7 separate regions of the Mus musculus genome follow, and regions 1, 2, 3, 4, 6 and 7 are each linked to region 5. A link is a contact called in public HiChIP or PLAC-seq and promoter capture Hi-C data. All regions are on one chromosome and are shown on one strand. Each heading gives the region's core, a stretch centred on a gene start, on an enhancer-like site or on the middle of the called end of the contact. The rest is flanking DNA. Distances are from core to core; before and after follow the strand shown.

Region 1 (3,450 bases), core at 217-2,716, 590 kb after region 5:
CAGGATGGACAGTCTCAATTTACCAGAGTGTGCTCCTACAGAAGTCAGGGTTCTACAGAGCTCTGGAAACAGTTTCGTTTTCCCTCTCAAGTTATACCACCACTGTTGATGTGTTTTCAATAAGATCCTCTGACATAGTAAAAAAAAAAAAAAAAAAAAAATCATACTGAAGTGGGCAGGGCATTTAGTTCACGAGTAATGTGCTGGATTCTATCTGTCCCCAGAACTACCAACATAGTGTCTTCCACAGCATGTGAAAGCTCACACCTTTAATCCCAGCACTTGTCAGGCAGATCTCTGTGAGGCCAGCCTGATCTATATAACAGGTTTCAGGTCTGCCTGGGCTATATAGTGAGAAACAGTCTCCAAAAACAAAACAAACAAAAAATAAATAAAATTTGAGAATGTAGTCTTAATCGGTAACATTTAAAGAGGAAGATAACCGTGTGCTACAAGTGGCCAAATGAGAAATGTAGAAGTTGTGGGGTACTGCTTTTCTTGGGGGCTAAAGAACGCTAAGATTGAGAAATCCATGTCTGGTACATCGTCTAATGCATATACCTCTCTTTGGAATCCCTATGGCTTAGGGTGTTTTTTCCCACTTTACAAAAGTCTTAATTCATACAGATATATAAAGACATAAATGAAAATGAAAGATTCCTCAAAACAAATTAGTAATAGCTAAAGGTCATGAGCTGGGTGATGGTAGCAGGATGGGGGGGGGGGTGGGGGGGTGGGCAGCAGTGCATGTCTTTAATCCTAAGAGACAGGTAGATCTCCTGATTTGGAGACCAGCCTGGTCTGCAGATCAAGTTCCAGGACAGCCAAGGCTACAATAGAAAACCCCTGTCCTGATGTCCTGATGTATCTATCTTCCTTCCTTCCTTCCTTCCTTCCTTTCTTTCTTTCTTTCTTTCTTTCTTTCTTTCTTTCTTTCTTTCTTTCCTTCCTTCCTTTCTTTTTCAATTAAAACAAAATATCGCTGAGTGTGGTGTTGCACACCTGGGATAAGAGGATCAAGAGTACAAGGCCAGTCTGGGTTAAATGTAGAAAACCTGACTCAGAAAAATAATCATCAAAGCCAAACTTATGGAGCATATTTGATCTGCCTACATCACTCGTTCATTTTTCACAAGAGCTCCATGAGGAGGGGACAGCCAACCACCCCAACTTGCACCTAAGGAATGAGATGTAGAGGATCAACCAAAGCCCCCAGGGTCACAGAGGCAAATGCCAGGGTGAGAGTTGACTCTCATCCTTTCCATAGCCTGGATTCTCAGGAACAGTGAAAAAGCCCCTTAAATCAAAAGTAGTATCTTCTCAGATGTCTTAAAAATAGCACTCCTCGTCTCCACCAAGCTGCTCCTGAGTGCCTATCTTTTAATATAGGAGGAAAAGCCGAGCAGGGTGGGCGTGGCGGCAGGACGGGTGGGGGCGTGGCCGCTTGACGGCACGCCCCCTCCGCGAGGACCCCCGGAGCCGGCCTCGGCGCGCCGGAGCGTTTCTCCTTCCGGGGCGGCCTGCTGGGCCTCATGGAGGCTGTTCGGCCAGACAGCTGCGAAAGCGGGCCGGCGGCGCCGCGAGCCGAGGAGAGGCCGGCTCCCGAGGCGAGGGTGCACTTCCGAGTAACCCGGTTTATCATGGAGGCAGGCGTCAAGCTAGGCATGCAGTCCATCCCCATCGCCACCGCTTGCACCATTTACCATAAGTTCTTCTGCGAGATCAACCTGGACGCATATGACCTCTACCTGGTCGCCATGTCTTCCATTTACTTGGCCGGCAAAGTGGAGGAGCAACACTTGCGTACTCGTGACATCATCAACGTGTCGCACAGGTACTTTAACCCGGGCAGTGAGCCATTGGAGCTGGATTCCCGCTTCTGGGAGCTACGAGACAGCATTGTACAATGTGAGCTTCTTATGCTACGAGTTCTGCGCTTCCAAGTCTCTTTCCAGCATCCACACAAGTACCTGCTGCACTACTTGATTTCCCTCAAGAACTGGCTGAATCGTTACAGCTGGCAACGAACCCCCATCTCAGTTACAGCTTGGGCTCTGCTACGAGATAGCTACCACGGGGGGCTATGCCTCCGCTTCCAGGCTCAGCACCTAGCCGTGGCTGTGCTCTACCTGGCCCTGCAGGTCTATGGAGTCGAGGTGCCTGCAGAGGGTGAGGCCGAGAAGCCTTGGTGGCAGGTATTTAGTGATGACCTTACCAAGCCAATCATTGACAATATTGTGTCTGATCTCATTCAGATTTATACTATGGATACAGAGATCCCCTAAGGCCCTGGCCGAGGCCGGACCTAAGACCAGGATGATCGGAGGCCTGGGGTATCGTTCCACCAAGTTGCTGTGATGGCGTGTCTCCACTCGGAGGACTGGTTGTGCTGGCAGAGGATGTCATTGGTGACTGCAATGACATGCTGTCATTTTGTCCCCAGCAGCCCTTGTTCAAATAATGCTAAGAGCTTCCATGTGGGCAGGACATATAGAGCTTTCTAGAATTGGCTGCATCAGCTTTTGCCCTTTGAGAAGATGCTGCATTTGAGGCATGGACCATTGCAGGTCGCCAACAGGAAAGTTAAAGAATAGAACTGCACCCTTAGGGGAAGTATGAATGTGTAACATAGAATCTTATTTTGTATAATAAAAATTATGCAAATAAAATATAGGAAAGGTTTAACGCACCAGAGTCTGCCTTATGGTATTTCTAAGTTACAGTAGGAGAGATACTGGAAACTGATCAATATTGGGGAAATGGTTAGTGAAGCATGGTACATCCATACAATGGAGTATTTATTATTCAACCACTAAAACATATTTGTAAGGGGTTTATGACAATGTGGGTAAAGGTTCATATTAGGCAGCATAGAAGATAACAAGGTTATAGATGCACTATAATTTCTACAAAAAAGAAGTATACAAAGATAGGCAAAGTATGAGTTGGGGAATGTTAAACGTATGATAACGGCTGTAAGAATTTCTGTCTTTCAGCTCTCTGGATTCTTACCCATCATCTCATGATAATGGACCTTTATGGTGAGATCTTGCTTATCGTTGTGGGTATCCATTTAAAAGGACAATCATCATACTTCATTATCCCCAGAAGTTCCCACATAGTGGACTTCCCTAAATCATAAGACAGTTGTGTTAGAGCTGCCTCCTTTGTCCTGGCTGTTAGCATCCGGAAGAGTGACCAGCCTCTTGAAGGTCAAGGGGGAAAGGCTGAGCACGCTGAGGGCAGGAGGATCCTGAGTTCCAGACCAGCCTTGGCTACGGAGTGAGACCCTATCTCAAATTTAACAAACAAATGTGAGCAAGGAAAGGAGGTGTTGGGACTCCACGGACCCAGGAGTCATTTAACCCTTCATGCTCTCAACAGACTTTCCCCTACGCGTGTCAGGCACCAATAAAAACACAGCAGATGCTTAGACCTGCCTATCACATC
Region 2 (3,325 bases), core at 612-3,111, 550 kb after region 5:
TGAGACCTGGGAAACCTTTAGGCAGGGAACCAGAAAACAAGTTCTGGCAGGCCATGAACACCCTCTCACCAGCCATGCTGGGAGGACCCCACACGTGTCTGAGGTGTGAAGACCTCCTGCTGAGCACCATGGGGCCTAAGAATACGCGTCACACTCGGCACCCCTCACTGGATAAGAGTGTGGGCTCCCTCACCCTTCACAGATCTTACATTACTTTCAACAAGTCTGCAGCGTAAAGAAGCCTTCTGCTGTTTCACACAGATGCTGGACCAGGGCCTCATGCTTGTCAGAGACAAGATACAGGGTGATCAGGAGATGGCTGGGTGTGGAAGTGCCTGCTGAATAAGCATGGAGGCCTGAGTTTGAATTCCCAGACCCATGTGAAACCCAGGTGAGCAGTGAAAGCCTGTAATTCTACTGTGGGGACAGGAGACTCCTTGGAGCTTGATGGCACTGGGTTTGCTAAAGGGGTGAGCTCCAGTTTCAGTGGAGAGAGATAAAGGAAGGCAGCCGGCATCAACCTCTGGCCTCCACATTCATACACATGTGCACTCACTCACCCCCACACAGGTATACATACAGAAATATGCACACACCTACATCATATATGCTTGTGTGTGAGTGGGTGTGGGCATGCATACACTCACGTGTAAAGACAGAAGCCCACCTTCAGAGAGTTGCTTTAACAAGACCAACCTCTGTCAGCATGCACTGTGTCTACCATGGCTCAAGTTTGTTTCTGATGTGTGTGTAGACGTATATCCAGTAGGAATCTTTCATTTCATAAGTCAGTGATAGAAACTCAAAGCGGACAAATCAAAAAGGGATTTTCATAAACTTGTATATTCAACAAATATTTATTGAGACCCTACTGTGTGTCAGGCTACTGGCAAGTTTAGAATTACTGTTAGTTTCAGGCAAAGCTTGATCCAGCAACTCATAGTTTCACTAAGGACTTGCTGTATTTCTGTCTGCCTGTTTTGCGTCCCAGTGATTCCTTTTGAAACTCTGTACAGTGCTCTCACTTGGTCTGCCCAGCAGGCATCTTTTTACAGCCTCACTGGTCCATTGAAGAGGGAGTTTCTCTCTCAGGAACTCCTTCGGGAAGACTAAAGTCACATTTTGTGGCCACTTGCCTGTCTGCAGCCAATCATGGTGGCTGACAGTGAGCAGGTATTCCAATTGGTCTAAACCAATAAAGACCAGTTGCAGAAGCTAAGCGTGGAAGGCGAACCACCCCAGCCACCTACAGAAGTGAATTCTTTAAAGAAGAACAGGATGCCGGGCAGGCGCGGGAGGGGTGTGTGTGTGTGTGAGCAACTGTGAACAAGCAAGGAACAAAGTTAGCATCCTGTTATTTCAGCTACCATGCGGGAGCCTCCACTGTTCGGGAGCCTCTGCCACGCGGGAACCTCCAAAGTGACCATAGGTGGAACCAGCCTGGCCACGTCTGAATTCTGCACATACCAAGATTTGATAAGCTGTGTGACTTTATAAACTCGTTTAACCTCTCTGTGCTATGGTGCTCTTGTTTGTTGGTACGGCAAGTGTTGCCATCAAGCCAGGCACAAGCTTTCAGTCCAGGTGTTCCATCTTTCAGGGTTGGTCCTCTCTTGAGTCTGTTGTTTTATGGGTATTTTTCCTGGGTATTTTTCCAGGAAGCTGGTGCCCAATTCCTCCAAAGCCGGAGGGATCGTAAGAGCAGTATTCTTTCCTGTAAATGCTCAGCCGAGGGTCGTGGGGTCAGTGAGTGGATTCATTAACTGCAGGTGCCACCGTGGTCTGTGCTGATTTAGGACGGCACTATCCAAGCCGGTGACTTTTCACGCTTCTCCAACTGTATAAAAATGAACCGTCACTGGCGATCTATACATAGAAAGTTCCCGTTTCCGTGCTTGTGCAAAGAGGGTGGGCGTGCTGGGACATTTGCATAAAGCTGGTGGATGCGGAAGGCTGTGGGCTCTGGAGGGGGGGGGGAGCTTGTTTGCTTGTGGTTTGAGGGGCTACTGTGTCCTCCCAGTAGAGCTAGGAAAGACAAGAAAATAAGAATAAGTGAGATAAACTGGGAAAGAGCCACAGATTTTCCAAATGGAGGAGGAGGAGGAGGCAGTCACTCCAAAATAGCAACGCTCAGTCTGTAAGAATGGGCAGGTTTTAAGAGAGATGAAACAGGACAGGATACCTGGCCTTCAGGTGGGCTTCCAGGACCAGAGACTGGCATGTGGGAGCCACCTTTCCTATCTGCCCCCTCAATGCCCTTTCCCTGTATTGTTAGATATAAGGAGGCGACTAATGGGCTGTGCTCTAAGTACAGGGATATTTAGACATGCAAATGAGTACAGCTTGTTAATGAGCAGAGGGTGATTAGGCGGCAGGGAGCTGCCAGCCCAAGCCGAACAATAGGTGAAAGGACCAGGTGTCTAAAAGGGAACCTCCACCTTCCCCTCCAGCCCCTGCCGCTCAGCATCTCCAACTGGCAGGGCATCTCCAACCGCCAGAGAAAAGGAAGATTCAGGAAAGATCTGGTTGGGTCTCCTCAGGGACCTCCCCCAGAGTCTTTTTGAACTACTCTGGGGGCCCCAGAGGGTTGTGAGGCAGGTGAAGGTTCCCAGGAACCTTTCTGGGCAGTGATTGGAAATCTTGGGAACAGGGAATCCAGGGAAAGGATCTGTGAGAGGGAACAGCGTCTGCATTTGTGGGGACAGAGACTCTGTGTTACTGGAAAAGGCACAGACTTCAGACTTTATGGACCTGAATTTATTGAGCCAGATCCATCGGATGTGTTGTATCCATGAAAGCTGGCTAGCTGAAGGGGTGCCAACTGCAGAGCCAGCCTTCCCCTCGATAAATTATGGAACTTGGCCCGTGGCATATTACTTTCTCAGCCACTGGAGGCTTGCCAAGCATGGGAGGTCATTGCAACAGACTCACAACCAGTCTAAACCAGACTGGTGATGTACTTTCTGAATTGTTCTGAGGCAGTCCAGAGCAAGGCCTGGAGTTTTTGTTATTTTCTCCTTCTTCCCTCCCCCATCAGCTTCCTGTTCTTTGTGATATCTAGGGTTTTTTGTTTGTTGTTGTTGCTGTTGGGTTTTGTTTGTTTGTTTGTTTTGGGTTTTTTTTTTGTTTTTGCATAACTTTGGGGATAGGGAAGTAGTTCAGTTGGTGGAATGTCTGTCAAGTGTGAACCAGGCTCTAGGGTCCATCTTCAACATAGCATAAACTGGGGGGGGGGGGGGGGGGGGGCGGTTACGGCCTGTTATATAGATAAGGAGAGTCGTGGCAGGTTGGTTTCGAAGGAGCTGATGTATAATTACCTTCAGGA
Region 3 (3,783 bases), core at 468-2,967, 640 kb after region 5:
TTTATTTACTTGTTTGTTTATTCTTTATTACACATATTTATATTTGTTTGGTTTGAGACCCTAGATATCCTAGGACTTTCTTTGTAGAGCAGGTTGACCTTGAACTCACAGAGATCCACCTGCTTCTGCCTCCCAGGTGCTGGAATTTAAGGCATGTGCCGCAACATCTGGCTACATATTTCTATGAACACGGGTCAATGACAAACTTCTCTGGAACTCAACCCAAGTCAATTCCTTATATTTCAAAACCATGTTGAACTTTGGAACTTTGGAACTTTGGAATATATCATTGTTCATATGATCCTGGGATTTTTTTCATGGGCTCATATTTTCTGCTGAAATTTCTCTATGCCTTCTTTCTTGGTTTAACCAACAATTTTACAGGCAGTACTTCACCTTTTACAGATGATGGGAGCTGAAAAGTTTACTATGTCCTCAACAGCCCATCAGGGAGCTGTAGGCAGGGAGATGCATTAAATACACTATTGGTGTTACAGTCAGGTAATGCAAATTGAGGAGTAGAAGTGGAGAGGAGCTCAAAGGTGTTTAAGACTACTTTCTTGATAGGAAAGGGAAGAGTGGACAGGCAAAAGAGGAATCAAAAATGGCCTCTAGGTTTTGATACACAGTTTTATTGAAAAGAATGTCTGTTAGCCTAGTATTTAAGAATAAATTTAGGTTAAGCAAAGTAATATCAAAGAATGATGTTCTTCTAGTAAAATTTCAATGAATGGAACTTACTTGACCAGAAAACTTTGGGAGATTATTACTGTTTAGGGGCTTTAACGTGTTTTTTTTTTCCCCTGGTTTTTAATTTGTATAAATTTTGCAGTCTTGGTATACTGAAAATAAAGCCTCTTTTTGGTCAAAATCAAGCTTAACTGATGAGTCTACTTTGTTTCGTATTACGAAACCTTGAGTTTTTGAAGCTTAACATGCCTTTTTGCTCCTTCTATTTTTTCCCATATCTTGTACCTTAGAAAGAGTTGTAGATGGCTCCTATCAATGGACCAGTGATAATTTAGACTCCGCCTTCTCCGCCTAAGTCCCGCCCACATCAAAACCACACCTCTCTCTTAGCCCCGCCTCCTGAAGATGTCGTCTCCGATATGACAGCAAATTCTCCACAATGCTATCCAATGGGACATACGAAAGGCGGGACCTATGTCAATCTTTTTTCCCCCATTTGTCCAATTATATATCTATTTGTACTCAGTTCCATCCCACTTAGTCTTCAACCCAAGGATTGGTTTCTCTGTTCTTTGTTCCTGGCTCGTGATTGGTTTTTTTCCTCATTCCGCCCCTCTCTTCTAGCTCTTGCAGGCGGGATTAGCACGCAGCTTCCTGCTCTTTCCAAAAATAAAAAAATAAAAAAAAAATAAAAGAAGAAAAAGAAAAGAGGAGAGAGGCGAAAGAAAAAAAAAAAAAGTCACGGAGATTTTTGATTTTTAATTGGCTTTCAGTCTTGTCGGTCAGGCCAAGATTTGCCTTTTTATTGGTCTGTCTGTCTGCCCATCCTGAACCGGGGGCGGGATTTCCCCAGGAGACCCACACCTGGTTGCCACTGGTCGACCAGTGCGCCTGTCTGAAGCTTCCGGCCAGGGATTGGAGGCGGACGCGGACAGGTGGGCGTGGATTGGCTAGGGCAGCCGGTCAGTGTGAGGCGGGGGCGGGGCCTCGGCGGCTGGTTGCGCGTGTCCGCCGCTGGCTCCGCTCTATCCGGCTTTGCTAGGGGAGGTGAGTCCGGCCGCGGCGGCACCGGCGGCTGAGAAGGCGGCGGCTGAAGAGAAAGCGGTCACGGCGGCTGTGGAGAAAGCGACCGTGGGCACGGAAGCCGGGTGGGGGGGAGGGGGGGAGACGGAGCAGCCTTGAGCCCTGCAGGGGCCGTCGCGCGGGGGACCCACCCGCTCTCCCCCCCAACCCTCCTCAGCACAAGCCGGCGGCGGCGGGGGCAGGAGTCAGCCTGCTTCCGACCGTCCCCCGCCCGCTTCCCGGGGCTCCTATTCTTTGGCCCCGGGACCCTAACCTCCTCCGGGGCGGTTCCCTGTGTCTGGGCGTCCGAGTACTGCCCACCGCTCTTTCATTCCCTCCCTGCACCTTCTTCCCTTCACTTTTGCCGGGGTTTTCTCTCTCCTCTTCTGTCCTGCCTGTCGCCTCTTCGCCTCACTCTCTTCCTCCAGCCTCCTTCCCTGGCTCATTCTGCCTAGGAAAGTTTGGTACATCTCCTCAGTCCCCCCAATCAGGTCAACCAGACTCGGAGTAGGGGGCGATGTAGGAAGGCCTGAGAGTTCGAGGGGAGGGAAGCTGGAAGCTGGTTTCCCTGATAATTTCCCCTCATCTTTTTTGATTTAGAGTGGTTGGAATTTTTTTTTAATTGTGTTTTTGAGGAGGTGGGAGGTGTTTAGAAAAGGATGTGGGAATGGAAGGGGTAGATGAGTCAACCCTCTTACAAGATTCCAAGGGTGGCGTGTTACCAGATCCTTTTCGTGTGCGGAGTTCAGGGGGTCGGGAGGTTTGGCCTTTATTCCCACATTCAAAGTTGGAACCTCCCCCCCATTAAGAATGGAGTTTTAGTATCCACTTGTGGCAGGAATCCTGGGGGGAAGGGGCCCTTTTCCCTTTTTCTTTTCCTTTTTTTTTTCTTCTTATTTTATGTTCTTAACTTTTATTTTGACAACCCATACCCTTCCACACACTCTCACCCCCAAATCGAACACCCAAGATTGTCAAACTTGTCTGGATTGACCGATGAAGACATAAAGCCAGTTCCGCTCTATGTTTTTTGAGGTGGAGTGAGTGGTTTTTCTTCATTTTTTTAAATGGCCAAATGACAGCTTGACCCAGTTTGCTTTCCAATCAAAGGGCATTTTTTTGAATGTCTCTTTGTGGCACAAGAGCCAACGCAAAAATGATGGCGGCTTACAATGGCGGTACATCTGCAGCTGCAGCAGGTCACCACCACCACCATCATCACCACCTTCCACACCTTCCTCCTCCTCACCTTCACCACCACCACCACCCTCAACACCACCTTCATCCGGGGTCGGCTGCTGCCGTACACCCAGTCCAGCAGCATACGTCTTCGGCAGCTGCGGCAGCCGCCGCAGCAGCTGCAGCCGCAGCCATGTTAAACCCTGGGCAACAACAGCCATATTTCCCATCCCCGGCACCGGGTCAGGCTCCTGGGCCAGCCGCAGCAGCCCCAGCTCAGGTACAGGCTGCTGCAGCTGCTACAGTTAAGGCGCACCATCATCAGCACTCGCATCATCCGCAACAGCAGCTGGACATTGAGCCGGATAGACCAATTGGATATGGAGCCTTTGGCGTTGTCTGGTGAGTATCAAAACCACAACTCCACATGGTTCTTACGGGGCAAGCCATGCTTCATTGGTTTTACTCCCATCTTGACCAAAGTAGAGCGAGCTTTTCCACTCAACTTGAGGGAGCCATCCTCCTGGATGACGATGAGGCCTAGTGCACTGGCACTCTAGGCCCGTGCTTTTTGAGTCATGTCAAATGGTAGTGGAGCATTTTCTCCAGAGTGACACAAGTTTGCAGACTGATGAACTTGCCTTCCAAGAACCTCACTCAGAGAGCTACTGAGTGTAAGATCAGCAGGTAAATGTGTGAAATACCTCCTACAAAGACCTTGGCCATCTCAAGTGTGGTAGTTTGGATTGGCTGCTCAATTACAGCAGGTGTCAACAGCTGACCCCCAGCTTGATTGCTTTATACTAGTCCTCAGCAGAATATATTTAATGCAGTCAACTTTCCTGCCCACTA
Region 4 (3,525 bases), core at 107-2,606, 790 kb after region 5:
CATCTACCTCAGCAACGCCAACCCCTCTGTCTTAGTACTATGGTAGCTACCACTGGGCACACAGACTACCCTACCTAACCCTAATTTTTGCTTTCCCTTAGCTATACTTTCCTTCACTTCTCTGGGCAGAAACTTCAAACCCATTTAGACATCCCAGTCTCCTTTGCTGAAATGGGCACACTGGAGCAAGCATGGTGCCTATGACTTTAATTCCAGCACTTGGAAGGCAGAGGCAGGGTGAATCTCTGTGAGGTTCAGGCTAGCCTTGTCTACACAGCCAGTCACAGGGTTACATAGTGAGAGGCTGTCTCAAAAAGTGAATACAAAAGAAAGAGAAGGACACGTGGGGTCCATTTCTCTACCTCTTCCCGACCAGTTGTCTACACTCTGTCTCCATTTCCCTACCTCCCAATACACTGCTCTCCAGCCATAGGACTTCTCATTGGTACTGGTGGACAGCACTCAGTGTCAACCGTGACACAGCTACTCCATTCTTCCCTGTGACCATCATTCGCTTGGTCATCTCCTCCCATGACCCTTATGATTCTGTAGGATCTCTTAATGCCCTTCGCTCTCTAACCTTCAAATGCTCTCACAAATCTAAACCAAGTTCATCCAACTGCCCGCCTGCCTGCTCAAGGTCTCTTTGGTTGGTTGGTTTGGTCTGAGACAGGCTCTATGTATCCCTAGCTTGCCTGTAGACCAGGCTGGCCTAGACCTTACAGATTTCTGTCCACACCCGGCCCTTTGGGGCTCTGGTTCAAATGGTGCAAGAGATGGAAGTCGGGCCTTCTTGAGTGCTAAGTAAATGCTCTATACTTAGCAGTACCCAAGCCCTAACCCTGCTCAGTGTATACAAAGCACAAACTTAATTTCCTTTCCCTTGAACCCAAGTCCTGTGTTCCCTATTCTCATCGAATGGCAGCCCCCATCTTGTCCCAGGCCTATCAGGGTCCATCATATAAAATCATTATTTGTGGGCTGAGCAGTGATTTTGGAGCCAGCAGGAAAGTCCGGCTCGCAGCGCTCCTAAACTGCCACTGCGGGTTCTGGTTTTACTGGCCCGGGGTCCCAATACGGAACAGAACCCAGCGAATAAAACACTCGTGGCACAGGGAAGACCAGCGCACGCAGCCCGAGGCTGCACACGCGCACCCGCCGACGTGGACCGCTCAGAGCCACGCCCCCTCACGCGGTACTCCCAGCAGCCAATGGAAACAACAGGTAGGCCATCATTCAAACTATAGCCCCGCTATATGGGCGGGCCACGAGGGCCTCCACCCACTCACGAGCCGCTTCTGTTTTTCCCCTTCGACCAATAGGTACGGCCTGTGTGAGCCGGGGGCGGGACGGCACAGCTCGGGCGCGGGGCTTCTAACCACGTAGCAGGCTTCTATCACCGGCTTGCCAGTCGTAGCCCAACGGACAGGAGGGAACATGGGGGCCCTGGCAGCTAGGCGCTGTGTCGAGTGGCTCTTGGGCCTCTACTTCGTCTCGCACATCCCCATCACGCTGTTCATCGACCTGCAGGCGGTGCTGCCGCCCGAACTATACCCGCAGGAGGTGAGGCTCAGGGGTCCCCACGTGGCCGTCCTGATTTCTGTTGGCTCCGTGCCTGACTTCGGCCCCAGCCGGCTGTCCCCAGCCGTTGACCACCGCTTTGTTTTTTTCAGAGCGGAACTGAGGGTGCAACCCAATGGTAGGGCGCATGCCTAGGAGGTCCTGGGTTTGAGCCCCATGTACTCGCCAATCCTTTGCAAAACCTTTGCCTGGGTGTGTTTCGCTCCCATGGTTTTAACTACGGCAGTTGGCTGAGGGAAGTTGCCTGGGTGAACCAGTGTCTGTCACGTGTTGAATCTATTGCGTTTGGATGGACTTTAAAAGTCCAGTGTAAGCCGAGAAAGAAAAAAAAGTCCTGCGTAGTAGAATAAAATGACTGAAGGGTTAGCCCTTGGTTAGTGCTCGTGGCATTCATACACTCCTTCTGGGTCTGGATCTAGCTTGAGGAGCAGTTGAGGAAATGTCGCTTTTCCAAGTCAGTTTTGAATTGTTTGAAGATGAGCTACCGTTCCCTGCGCTTTGGAGAGCATTCTTTGACCCGATTTTAAGGTCAAGATTAAGCATGCCTCTCCAATCTACTGACGGACTTATCCACCTAAATGTTTGAAATGGCTGAAATGCTCTTTAAATGTTTCTTCTTTGCAGGGCAGTTCTTAATCTTAAATCCGTAAATTCTCAATGGTGGCTGCAAAATGACATGTGCCTTGTGTTCTCTGAGAGGACATGACACAGGAATTGTCACCTACTCAACAAAGTTAAGGAGTGACACCATCAGCAGTGTCACCCCCCACTCCCTTAAGTCTTTTTGGTTTGTTTGTGGAACCACGGGATTGCAAAGACCTTTGATCTACAGGGGAAACCCGTAGGTAGCATGTGGCAAGAGCACCGGTCTGTGGTGCTGCTTTCCCAAGGACTGGCTGCCTGTGGACATGTTGAGGGCCCTATGGATCCTACTTTTTTTTCCCCTTAAAATAATAGTTCATTTGAATCCATTGCAAGAGGACCTCAGGCCAGGCTGTAACTGACATGTAGCTACAGCTTTAGATTGTAAACTCAAAAGATTGTGGGATTGAGGCTGTGGCTCCGTAGTAAAAACATTGGCCAGCATGCACGAGGCCCTGGATTCAAATCCCAGCACCAAAACCAGTGTGTTATCAAGTTAAGTTGATTTGTTTCACTCCTCTAAGACATTGTCACAAACGCAGTGGCTTACTTTACCCCCAACGTTATGCTTAAGCTGCTCGGAGGTTAGAAATTTAGAATGTTCGGTCTCAGGCTCAAAGGTAGACTACACTCCTTGCCTCTTCCAGGTGGCTGGGTTTGCAGAGCTGCGGATCACACTCAGGCCGCACAGTCTACCCACTGACCTTTCTTTGGCTGTGGCCCTTTCACTGCAATCTCTGCAGGTCATCCGTCATATTGCCACTTCATCTGTATTCACATCTCTCTCTGCCTTTTATAAGGTCACTTGTAATTCACGAGGGCCCACCATGTAACCCAGGAAAACCTCCCCTTTGAACATCCTTCTGTACACCTGTGGTCCTATTGGACATGGATTAGGACATGATACCTTTGAGTGCTGTCAGCCTGCTGCCACGGAAGGGCCTGACAACTACAAAGAGGCCATCAAAACTTTGCACTAGCTATAGCCATGAAGAAGGGGAGTCACTGTTTCTTTGGGGTTTGGTAGCAGTGGAGATAAAACCCAGGGCTTTGCATACTGAGCTACCCATAGCCCTTGTTTTTCCTTTGGTATTGTGTTTGAGGTTTGTTTTTGTTGTTTGGTTGGGTTGGGTTTGGTTTGTTTAAAAATTGAATTCACCAATTGAGCTGCACTGGGTTTACAGGCATCACCTGGCTTGAGTGACAGGTTTTTTGAAATAGGGCCTCACAACTTTGAAAACCCAGCCTGTTTCCCTGGCAATTCCTGGTTTACCTTCTGACTGCTTGCACCCATCCTTGCTC
Region 5 (3,403 bases), core at 568-3,067:
TAGAATCTAACATTCTACTTAATGTTCTACTGAAATCTAATGCTCTATAACTGGACCAATTTACACAGTAATATTTACTTCTTCAGGCGGGTTACAACAACAGTTTGTTTTGATGCCTTTTGGTCTGGAAACCAAATGAATGAAGTCTCTGATAGCTACAAAATTTTATCTATGTAGGTTTGTTTTTTTTGGGGGGGGGGTGTTGAGACAGAATCTCCCTTAGTAACCTTGACATCCTGGCATGTAGTCTGTAGACCAGGCTGGCCTCCAACACACAGAGATCTACCTGCCTCTGACCTCCTGTGTGCTGGGACAAAAGTCATATAACCACCACATTCAGCTCTGTGTAGGTTTCCCAGTGTCCTCTGGGTAGACTTCCTCTGTCGGATAGGTCAAAAGATTGAGTCCTATAAAAAAATGTCTGCTGGTCAAATTAAAGAAGAAACCCTTCCCCTACCTGTCAGCTCCCATAATCAGTTTTGTGATTAAACCCAATAAACAAAAGAGATTGGTTCAATTCTAAACAATTCTCTCATTAGAGGACACCCCCTGGCAGAACTGCAACAAAAAGCAACCATCCTTTAAACCAGCCCCAGCTATCTGTAGATAGCATCAAATTAAACTAGTTCTCATGGACAAAAGGCTATGTGTGGGTTGTCTACTCATCAGCCTTAGAATTTTATGTGTGGAAAACTCAGCGAATAAAAAGCAACCTTCCTAAACTACAAAACTTTTCCCTCCATCCCAAGTAGTCTCAATGAGGGTTCAAAGAGTCAAAAACAAGTCAAACAACAACAAACCATGGTCACAATTATTGGCCCTAGGACCACATCCTAGCTGTCTGTCTCTGCTGTCTAGTCTGTAGCTAGATTTTCCCTTTGCTTTCACCCTTCTCCCCTTACTCTTGGAGTCTCACTTAGGAAAGCCAAGATTCATTCTGGGGCTGCTGGCAAGCAGGGACTGGAGAGGGGGGTGTGATCATCAAGCAAGGAAGGGGGAGGGGAGTCATTTCAGAACTACGGTTTCCCCTGCAAACGCAAAAGGCAACCTTGTGTCATCCGGCTATCAAGGATGCTGGTGTGAACATCATCCAGGCAAGCTGACGCCCCGAGCAGAAAAGTAAGAAAACCTGTGCTTTCCCTACTCCTGCCCCCAAGGGGCAGCTACAGAAAATGGGGGTGGGGCAGGATATTATCTTGCTCCTACTGGGGATGCATACACAGACTGGGGGTTCCTTCGGTTATCCCCAGTTACGAGGATGGGGGGGAGGGGGTTAAGGGAAGAGGGAACCCCTATCTACCTCCTTCTAAAAGGGGAGAGTTAAGAGAGAACCATTAAATCCAGATGGAGTGGCCCTGAAAGCGCCCCCAGGTCACTCATCCCCGCACCAAGAGCAAGCGGAAGGGCTGGGATAAAGGGGATGGAGGGCTGGTCACGGGCAAGGCCCCACCCCCCCGGTTTAGGAGGGAAGGAGAGCCCCGGCTCACAGCCGAATCCCCGGGCAGTCCCCTAGCGTCGCCCCCCCACCCCAGCCCTTCCTCGGTCTGCGGAGCCCCCGGCAGCCCGAGAGGCAGCCGCTCCTTCCTCCCCTCACCCACCGCGTCCCCACCCCCACCCGCTCCCACCTCCTGCCCGCCGCGGCCCGTTACCTGCTCGTCGAAGCGGCTGACCACGGCCTGGACCCATTCCACCGGCCTGTGTGCGGCCATGTCCTCCCGGCGACCCGGGGGCGGTGGAGGGCCGGCGTCCGGGGCCCGCCTGAGGGCGGGCGGGCGGCCGGCGCGGAGGTGAGGGCAGCGGCGAGCCGAGCGGCTGAGGAGTGCGGGCAGCTAGCGTTCCCACGGGGGTGGGGACGGGGGCCCGCGCGGCCCGCCGGGAGGGGGACAGGGGAAGGGGGCGTTGGCGAGGAGACTGGGGGAGGGGTGGGGAGGGGAGCCCGGGGAGGGGAGGGCGCCTGTGGGTGGCTCTCCCCACTAGCGCCGTCTCCCCTCAGCCATCACAGTCCGAGACGCCGCCATGACACCCCACCGGAAGTGGGATCCTTTCCACGGCTCGGGGAGAGGGAGAGCGAGCGAGCTTGAGATTGAGAGCGCGGCTGGGAAAGGGGAGGGGGAAGCGAGAGGGAAGGGGCCTGCTGCGCATGCGCCCGCGGCCGGCCGGTTTCATTAATGAAAAAGCGAGTCCTCCTGGAGGTGACGTCACCTAACTCCTCCGGGCCCGGAGGCGCGCGTCCCTCGCTGCCGCGGGTCTCCCCACCTAAACTGGCGCGGGGCTCTGGCCAGAGAATCTGAGCCGACTCCGGTGCGTAGGCTGTCATTGCCACCGCCGCCTCGAACAGCCCTTCCCCCGCTGGCCTCCGGGCTTGGATCGCTCCCGGGGTTAGAAGTTAGGGTGTCCTGAGGCTAGGCTTTCTCTCCGACCGCTGATCTCTGTCGCTGATCTGTCCCGGAGGCTGGAGTCAGTCTCTCTCCGCTTTCTTCACTTAAAAATGTAAGGCACACACCGCCACGCAGTCGATGGGGCTTCTGAAGGCTGCTGAAAACGGGTAAAAAGAAGGCCAAGAGAGATTCCGTGATTTTTTTCTTTTTAATGTCGCTTAAATTCCAAAGCAAGGCCCAGTGGTGATCCAAGTTGGAGACTAGAATTCCCCAATCCGAAATTCCTCAACTAAACTGACGGACAACCAAGTTAATAAAACTTTTTGCACGGATGATAATTCAGATTGAAGACTAGTTCACCATACTGTAAAGACCTTTAAAAGGCCTAACATTTATGCATTTCAGCCTTTCGAACAAACCTTTCCAGTAGGACTCAGTAGCCTGACCTATCTGATGAACAGAGCACTGGAGGTTCCAGGATACATGCCCAAGGGCTGATAAGTACCAAAATGGTTTGACTCTAAGAACAAATCGAGAAGGATGGCTCTCCAGAAACAAGGGCCTTCCCAATGCCCAGAACCAGAGTTTGAAGGACTTGTGTGGAATTGGCTGTGCACACTTACAAAAGAGGATAAACCCAAAAGATAGTTTGCTCGGGGCTAGCCTGTTCTACTTGGGGATTTCCAGGCCAAGCAGAGCTACAGGGTGAAGCTCTCTACTCATCGGATGGGGAGGGAAAGGCGCTCTGACACTGGACTTTGAAATGAGTTTTCTTCAATGCACTTGAATTAAGTCAGTGTTAAAATGTGTTTAGAAGCAGGATGTGGAGATGCTCGCTTTCATTAGAGGCAAGCAAATCCTCCTGAGTCAACCACTGCTCCATAGTGTGGCCTTGTCTCAAAAACAAAAGTGTGGACGCGCACTCAGACAACAGCCTGCAGCCATCAACCATTAGCCACATAGGAAGATACCAACTGGGTGATAAGATGAAACAAAACCACAATTTTCATTTCACCACAGAAAAT
Region 6 (3,459 bases), core at 803-3,302, 620 kb before region 5:
CTAGATGTCCCCTCCCATCCCCATTCCTTAGTAGGTGTTTTCAGCCTTCTTAGGTTGATATAATGGTGATGATGATGATACAAAATAGAGTTGTGTGTGATATTGCATGCCTTTATCTCAGCACTGGGGAGGCAGAGGTAAATGGATCTCTGAATAAGAGGCCAGCCTGGTCTACAGAGAGAGTTCCAAGACAGCCTGGTATGCATAAGAGATTCACTATCTCAAAAACCAAACCAAACCAAACAAACAACCAAACAAAGATGGCCACCTGCCTCTGCCTCCCAAATGCTGGGATTAAAGGTGTTCACCACCAGGGTCAGCTAAATGAATAAAACACTGGGCTGGAGAGATGGCTCAGCCTGTAAAGGCTAGGCTCACAACCAAAAATAAAACATTCATGTGATTCACATGAAGATCACAGCCTTGCTCATAGTACTGGGCACATAGTGAGACAGCTGTTATTATGACAGGCTGAGGTGAAGAGACGATTTTGTCATTTTTATTATAGTAATTCTTAAGGCAAGATAAGTATAACAGCTAAATATCAAAACAACAGTGGAGAGCACAGTTGAGAACTGTAGTTAGCAAAAAAAAAAAAAACCAAAAAAAAAAAAAACAACAAAGAACTGTAGTTAGCTCATTACTCTCTGTCAAATTTGTCTGGAAAGGAAGGATTACAATCTGTCAGGCTTGTTGACTTCCTTGAACTTAAAGAAACGTTATAAATGCCTTACACTTGCGCATTTATTTGTTGATTTTTTTTTTTATTATTACAAGCTTCCTGCCCACACTGGACTTGCTGTTCACAGTCATCCCCATTCTGACTAATAACAACAAGTCCTGCGTTACTATTACAAGGAAACTGCATCTTTAATTTACATACATGATTTCCTTCCATGTCTCAGATCTTAGATCTGAAAGGGCTGGGAAGTGATGAAGCTCACATTGACCTTTGTGTCAGTTCTGAGGCCAGTGGGACAAGATGTGAAACAGAAAGGGAAGGAAAGCAAGGAGCTGGGTGGCTCTGGGTGACTATGAAGTCTAGTTCCCTCTCATAAATCACGTAGAAGACCGGGGTAACGACGTGAGTGTTCTAATAACAGGTCTAGCAAGAAGCCCTGCTTTGGCTTTTTATCATCTTCCAGAACTTAACAGAGAAGGGAACCACAGATTTTTTTTTTAAGGTGGTAGTAATTATACAGCAATGTTGCTTCCAAGGTGGATCTCTTAGAAACACTAATTTGCTTGGACAATGTTGTAAGGAAGATCTGTGTAAATATTGATCTATTTCACCAACTTTCAAACTTTTCATTGTTTTCTAAAACAAATGACAGTTTCTGCTATTTATCCAGTGCCTAAAATTTTGAAGTATTTTGTCTACATAGGTCAAGATATTTATTTTTAATTTAAAAACCGTGTGTGTATTCACGTGGGCGGGCACACGCGCCATAGAACGCGTGTTGAGATCAGAGGATAATTTGCAGGAGTCAGTGCTCTCCTTCTACCGAATTTAGGTTGCCAGGCTAGGTAGCACGATGGCCCTAATTATTTAAATAATACATTTTTTCTCACCATTTTAAAAAGAACCAACCATTCAGAGGCTTTCATTGGGACGTGAAAATGCACGGTTACCATACTGGTTTCGTGAAGCCAGCCGACTAAGACCAGGGCAGCTGGTCCGCAGCCTTAGAGCCTCATCGAATTTGCATAATTAACAATATCGTCTTCAGTTACATTTTTTAGTTTTCAGTGTTCTCGGTGACGAGAAGCGAGAACCTGCGACAGGAGCATGATAAAAACAAATGACTTCCAGGTAGCGTACTTAAAGCTCCTATCAGGTATTCCGGGAGGAGCTTTTTCCGGTCTCCGAGGCGCGAGGATTTAGCCCCGCCCCCAGCCCCGCCCCCGCAAAAGATGCATTCCCAGACCGGAAAAGGTTCTTGCTGCAATCCTATAGTCAACCACAGGGAGGCGACAGCGGCTTCGCTAGAAAAGAGGGGCTCCCCAATGGCGGAAGCGGAAAAGGCGGGACTTACGAAGCACGTTCAGTCAATCACTAAGAGTGAGGCTGAAAGGTGGCTGTTCTCTACGCTTATCGGCCGCCCGGCTGCTTGTGAAGTTCCAGCCTCATGGCGGAGATAATTCAGGAACGTATAGAAGATCGAATCCCGGAGTTGGAACAGCTGGAGCGCATCGGACTCTTCAGTCACGCGGAGATTAAGTGAGAGAGGATCAGGGAAGAGGAAGGAGCGGGGAGGCCGGAGGGGAGCTTGAGGCCAGTGTGTGGCGGGGACCGGCGTGCTGACTTTTCTGAGTTTGTTTGTAGCTACCATGCTAGCAGAGGGAAAAGTCCGTGGCTGGAATTTGACCACGGTCAGAATTCAACTTTAACGTATTGCAATGCGATCCATAATCAGTCCGTTTACCCTTCCTACTGACCGTCATCCAATGGTCAGGGTCTTGCGGCCGTAAAGGTGATCCAGCCAGGATCCTAGCCCGTCAAGGATACTGGGCAGTGTGAATGGCGGGAGAATTCCGATTAGAAAATGGTTATAGTTTAAAAGTTTGGGGTATACAGCTTTAGATAGTCGAGTACAGCGCCACGGAAGCCCAGGGGGAGTGGGTAGGTCTCCCTAACTAAACTTATAGACTGAAGACCATTCAATTCATTTCCTATGCTTCTTTAGCGCTCTGCCACAGGGCACGGAATATAGTTGGCATTTGGTAATTTGGTAAAATCAGTTACTTTTAGTGATTTTCTGTAACAGTTTACTTTTCTATGACTCTAGATAAAAGTGCAGTAGTAGTGTGAGTGTAGGATCCGCAAAGAAAAACGTTAGGAAACACCGCGAGGACGCTTAGAAAGTGCTAAATGTTGCCCGGAGTCAGGGCACCGGCCTTCAATCCCAGGACTTGGGAGGCAGAGGTGGGCGGATCCCTGTGAGTGCTACCTGTCTGGAAAAACAAGGGGGGCGCGGTGCTAAATGTGTTACCATTCTTAAATATTGTCTTGAGTATTCTGTTTTTCTTAGAACACATGTATGCTCACTCCTTTGTCGTAATATTTAGTTAGAGACAATTTAGGTTTTAAGAATTTACATGCTGAAAATAGACCCAAGATTTTAGGATAGAGATTTGGTTAACAAAAACCTAAGCATTGAAGCTAAGAGCATTGCAGAGTGCTTGCTTAGCATGCCAACGCCTTGAGTTTGATTCTAGAGAATGTATACATACACACACACACACACACACACACACCCCAAGACAAGCCCCTAAGTAGCCTAAATTTGGAGGAGAAATCTTTGTTAGTATGTATAAATAATAAAAAGCATTAGGCATTATTTACTTTGCTGGTGGGAACAGTAATGATCTTGGCAACTGAGGTGATTTTCCTGAAAGTTTAAAACTGTATGTGGATGTTCTTAACAGCATAGAGTAAGTGTGTAACAGCATAGAGTA
Region 7 (3,466 bases), core at 881-3,380, 510 kb after region 5:
AAGGAATGCTTTAAAAAACAAAATCTTAGAGAGATAGGATGCCTTAGACTCCAGCCTTACAATCTGAGTTCAAACTCTTGGATCCCACAAGGTGGCAGGAGAGAACCAATTCCCAAAAGCTGTCCTCTGACCTCCACTTGTGACCACACACACACTCATTACACTCACATACAGAACTGAATGGGTCTAGTGGCATATCCCCGTAATAGCACTCAGGAGGTAGAAGCAGGAAGCCTGGGTTCAAGGTCCAGTCTAGGCTACATAATAAGCTCGAGGTCAGCCTGGGCTATCCAAGATCCTGCCTGTCTCAAAACTTAAACAAGGGGCTGGAGAGATGGCTCAGCAGTTAAGAGCGCTGACTGATCTTCCAGAGGTCCTGAGTTCAAATCCCAGCAACCACATGGTGGCTCACAACCATCTGTCCCAAGACTGGATGCCCTCTTCTGGTGTGTCTGAAGACAACTACAGTGTACTTACACATAATAAATAAATCTTTAAAAAAAAAACTGAAACAAAACCAGTTTATAAAGCTTAAAGAACATGACCTATTGGTGGGGGCGGGGGGCATAAAGGGAACTTCCTGGGTGCCAGGTGACAATGCTGGCACAGGTGCTAAGAAGAAAAGACCCAATCACAGGTAAGCTCACTGTCGTTATCACTAACCTGTGTCCTAACACGGGTCACCTAAAAATAATTGGAAAAAGAGTCATACATTTAAAAAGATAATGGAACTGCAGAAAATAACCCGAAATTATGCCCAATTGAGTACTGATAAAAGCTAAATTAAGCCTGCACCAGCCATTTTTTTTAAATACGCAATTAATCTTCATGATGGAGAAAGTTGAAAATAGGAATGGTTAGCTCCCTGCCCCCGCCCACCCTAGGGCTCCATCTGGCATATTTATGTTCTTCCAGCAATCCTGCCTCCCCTCGTCCCTCTCCCACACAGCCAAGGTCAGGCCAGCCTCCCTACATTCCCACCGGCACACCCTTCAGAACCAGTTTTTGGTCCATCCCTGTGGGAGGTGGGGATGCTGGAAATGAATCCTGGGGCTTGACGATGCCTGGCAACCTTTTTACCACGGAGCTGTTCCTAGCTCCTAGTTAGCAGCTAAGCTAATCAGTCTCTTTCTTCCTGGCCAAATCCCACGTGCCACCCAAGGATATACACTTTATCCTTCCCTTTCTTTGGCCCACCCCCACCCCCACCCCCACCTTATACCCAGAAGACAGGTATGTAAGAGTAAGGACTTCAAATGAGTCCCAAGGGCCATCACTGGGCACATGGGGAGATAAAATCTGATCCAGGCAAACATTGGAAAATTATTCTGTAATAAAGCGAATGAAGCACTTACATATGCTACCACGTGCGTGCTTTGAATGAGGCATAAAAGACGCAGGAAACCAATAACCGGGGCTGCATATGATTGATTCCATTTCTGTGAAATGTTCAGAACTAACAAAATCTATGGAAATCAGCTAAGTGGTTGCCTAGCGCAAAGAGAAAGGACGAGACTGGAGAGGGGTTTTGCCAGCAAATGTAGATGGTTTTCTTTCAAGGTAAATGTTCTAAAATCAACAGTGGCCATAGATGCACATCTGCGCACATTCTAAATGTTATTAAACGTGTGCACTTTAGCACTGGCCGGGAATCACAGTACTACTGGGAAGTTGGGGCAGGGGGATTACGAGTTCAAGGCCAGATAGGGTTACATATTGCAAAGACCAAAATTATTCCAGATACTCCTGGTAACAGGGTGTTCCTGCAGACCGAGTGAGAGTAGCACGTCTCCTCTTTGAAAACCATAGAACGGAGGCTGCTCCAGCCGAGTGCAGATGCCAGCAGCACATGGCAGAGACCTGGCTCCCCGTGTCCTCCGACACCGCATCCCGGCCTCCCACGCTCCTCCGCGGCGCGGCAACTATGGCTGCGACAGGTGTCGCTGGCACTAGGGGAAAGCCTGGAGAGCCCGCAGATCGCCCCCAGGGCTTCCACATATCCCGGCCCTGCAGGCAGCCTCGGTAATCCCCAGCCCGCCCCTGCCGCCCCCCGAGTCCCCGCCCAAGGGCCCGCGCAGCGCGGCTCACCCGCCTTCCCGGCGGACGCCAACTGGAGACACCGCGAGCGACACGATTGCGCCTGCGCGGCAGAAGCAAGCGCAGCCCCGCCCCCGCCTGGTACCCTAGCGCCCTCTGCCGGCCATCCGCGGGACTCGGGGTCCTACTGGGTGCGGGCTTCCTGATCCGACCCCGCCCAGTTGGCTGGAACCACGGCCCGCTTTTCCTTGTCTCCCTTACAACCTTGGATACAAACTCTGATGGCAAGCTCTTCTTCATATTCCCACGAATGGAGAATATTAGGGGTGCTCAAGATCTGTGAAACGTCTTCTTGAAGGACGTGTCCTTCCTGTTGTTATGTTGATGACAGGAATTATGTTTGGAAGGGAGTCTTCATTTCGAGTCACTTGATCAAATTACAGTCCCACAACACCTGTCAGAAGAATACATATGACAGTAATAGGCACGCTTCCTTTCAACTCTGCTATAATTATAATCGAGGGAGAGAATGAAGAATCTTAACTTGCAGCTACTGCCGGGATCATTTTTTGAAAATGAAATAATGCTGTTTCATTAAACGGGTTCTCCCCACTCGCGCATGTTTAAAGTCAGAATGCTTCTCTGAATTGATTTAAACACAAGTTTTATATCCTGAAAGAAATAAAGACAGGTCTTTTTCATGAGACAAACGCCCTGTTCAATGAGGCTTCTAGCTTCTCTGGGCCGCTGTCTGAAAGGCAGCAAGGGCGCCGGTGGATAACATTGCTTCTCTTCATCTTTCCTCTTCGGGGCTTTAAAAAAAATCTACCTATAATGAAAAGCCCGATTTCCTTACACACGCTCCTCATGTAGCTGCTTTAACAAGACAATTGCTTATAATGCCTTTTTTCTTCATTTTTTAAAAGTAAACATCGCTGTTTAGCAGCACTCGGAAGTCTATTTTTCTTCCTCTTAGGAAGCAGGGGCTATTTCTTAACAGAACTACTTCCTTTCTCTGATTCATCTTCAACTCTCTAGAATGCCACCGTCTCCCTCCCGCACCCCCCCCACACACAAAGCACCCCCTTCCTCCTCTTCAGCTAACACTCTACCCCGTCTTCAAATCTGTGTGGGAGGATTCTTCCCCTGGAATACCCAGATAATTTCCTTCATTTATTTTCAAACTGTAGACTTGGACCAACTGTATCTGAAAGATCCGAATGCACCCTCATAAATCAGCCTTTTTATTTACCCATGCATAATCACGGCATGTCATTAGTGCAGATCCAATCAATAAATCATTACGCTTTTAGAGCCCTTACTAGGAGCAACCTGCTGGGACACCAATCCACTCTCTCGTACAACATTAAGATCCTTTCATATTTTTAAGAAATTTCAATCTGTTCTCTCAGTCCCCCTCTTTTGTTCC

The links. Promoter capture Hi-C pulls out the DNA fragments that hold promoters and counts their contacts. HiChIP or PLAC-seq counts read pairs in DNA pulled down with a chosen protein or histone mark. Capture Hi-C pulls out chosen DNA fragments and counts their contacts.
Region 1: a contact with region 5 is called in an H3K4me3 HiChIP or PLAC-seq map of bone marrow-derived macrophages, with 7 times the contacts expected there. The contact joins the promoter of Ccnq here to the promoter of Nf1 in region 5. A contact is called at or near these places in 5 of 39 promoter capture datasets (hippocampal neurons, liver, pre-B cells and 1 more) and 2 of 115 datasets of contacts at active chromatin or transcription factors (bone marrow-derived macrophages and microglia).
Region 2: an H3K27ac HiChIP or PLAC-seq map of microglia shows a contact between it and region 5, with 5 times the contacts expected there. The contact joins the enhancer-like site here to the promoter of Nf1 in region 5. A contact is called at or near these places in 3 of 39 promoter capture datasets (hippocampal neurons, liver and pre-B cells) and 3 of 115 datasets of contacts at active chromatin or transcription factors (bone marrow-derived macrophages, embryonic stem cells and microglia).
Region 3: a contact with region 5 is called in a promoter capture Hi-C map of liver, with 3 times the contacts expected there. The contact joins the promoter of Nlk here to the promoter of Nf1 in region 5. A contact is called at or near these places in 4 of 39 promoter capture datasets (hippocampal neurons, liver, pre-B cells and 1 more), 1 of 484 Hi-C or Micro-C datasets (embryonic stem cells), 4 of 115 datasets of contacts at active chromatin or transcription factors (astrocytes, embryonic forebrain, embryonic stem cells and 1 more) and 2 of 9 other capture datasets (adipose tissue and liver).
Region 4: a contact with region 5 is called in a promoter capture Hi-C map of hippocampal neurons, with 7 times the contacts expected there. The contact joins the promoter of Tmem97 here to the promoter of Nf1 in region 5. A contact is called at or near these places in 9 of 39 promoter capture datasets (3T3-L1-derived adipocytes, cranial neural crest, embryonic stem cells and 5 more), 7 of 115 datasets of contacts at active chromatin or transcription factors (the 230-238 cell line, embryonic forebrain, embryonic stem cells and 3 more) and 1 of 9 other capture datasets (liver).
Region 6: a promoter capture Hi-C map of liver shows a contact between it and region 5, with 5 times the contacts expected there. The contact joins the promoter of Utp6 here to the promoter of Nf1 in region 5. A contact is called at or near these places in 7 of 39 promoter capture datasets (the C10 cell line, hippocampal neurons, liver and 3 more), 3 of 115 datasets of contacts at active chromatin or transcription factors (bone marrow-derived macrophages, embryonic forebrain and large pre-B cells) and 2 of 9 other capture datasets (embryonic stem cells and pancreatic islet).
Region 7: a contact with region 5 is called in a promoter capture Hi-C map of liver, with 4 times the contacts expected there. The contact joins the promoter of Lyrm9 here to the promoter of Nf1 in region 5. A contact is called at or near these places in 9 of 39 promoter capture datasets (3T3-L1-derived adipocytes, the C10 cell line, HPC-7-derived erythroid cells and 5 more), 1 of 15 datasets of contacts at CTCF or cohesin (large pre-B cells), 8 of 115 datasets of contacts at active chromatin or transcription factors (SST interneurons, cardiomyocytes, embryonic forebrain and 3 more) and 3 of 9 other capture datasets (adipose tissue, embryonic stem cells and liver).

What each region holds. Positions count from the first base shown.
Region 1 is chr11:78,749,745-78,753,194 of GRCm38.p6, reverse strand. Ccnq (cyclin Q) reads left to right here and starts at 1,466. Exons shown (of 1, transcript NM_197989.1): 1 at 1,466-2,689. The coding sequence starts at 1,533. The coding sequence ends at 2,285.
Region 2 is chr11:78,791,292-78,794,616 of GRCm38.p6, reverse strand. No RefSeq gene overlaps it. Among named protein-coding and RNA genes, the nearest start is that of Lyrm9, 34 kb to the left of the region's middle. Within about 2 kb of position 1,861, at least 125 of the 459 cell types and tissues checked have an H3K27ac peak or open chromatin away from gene starts, as enhancers often do. A contact at or near this core is called in bone marrow-derived macrophages, hippocampal neurons, microglia and 1 more, where this site is marked.
Region 3 is chr11:78,695,359-78,699,141 of GRCm38.p6, reverse strand. It overlaps Nlk (nemo like kinase), which reads left to right and starts at 1,717. Exons shown (of 11, transcript NM_008702.3): 1 at 1,717-3,333. The coding sequence starts at 2,876.
Region 4 is chr11:78,548,566-78,552,090 of GRCm38.p6, reverse strand. Tmem97 (transmembrane protein 97) reads left to right here and starts at 1,356. Exons shown (of 3, transcript NM_133706.2): 1 at 1,356-1,563. The coding sequence starts at 1,438.
Region 5 is chr11:79,338,306-79,341,708 of GRCm38.p6, reverse strand. Nf1 (neurofibromin 1) reads right to left here and starts at 1,817. Exons shown (of 58, transcript NM_010897.2): 1 at 1,650-1,817. The coding sequence starts at 1,709.
Region 6 is chr11:79,960,980-79,964,438 of GRCm38.p6, reverse strand. It overlaps Utp6 (UTP6 small subunit processome component), which reads left to right and starts at 2,052. Exons shown (of 19, transcript NM_144826.3): 1 at 2,052-2,221. The coding sequence starts at 2,130.
Region 7 is chr11:78,825,259-78,828,724 of GRCm38.p6, reverse strand. It overlaps Lyrm9 (LYR motif containing 9), which reads right to left and starts at 2,130. Exons shown (of 4, transcript NM_001076681.2): 1 at 2,089-2,130.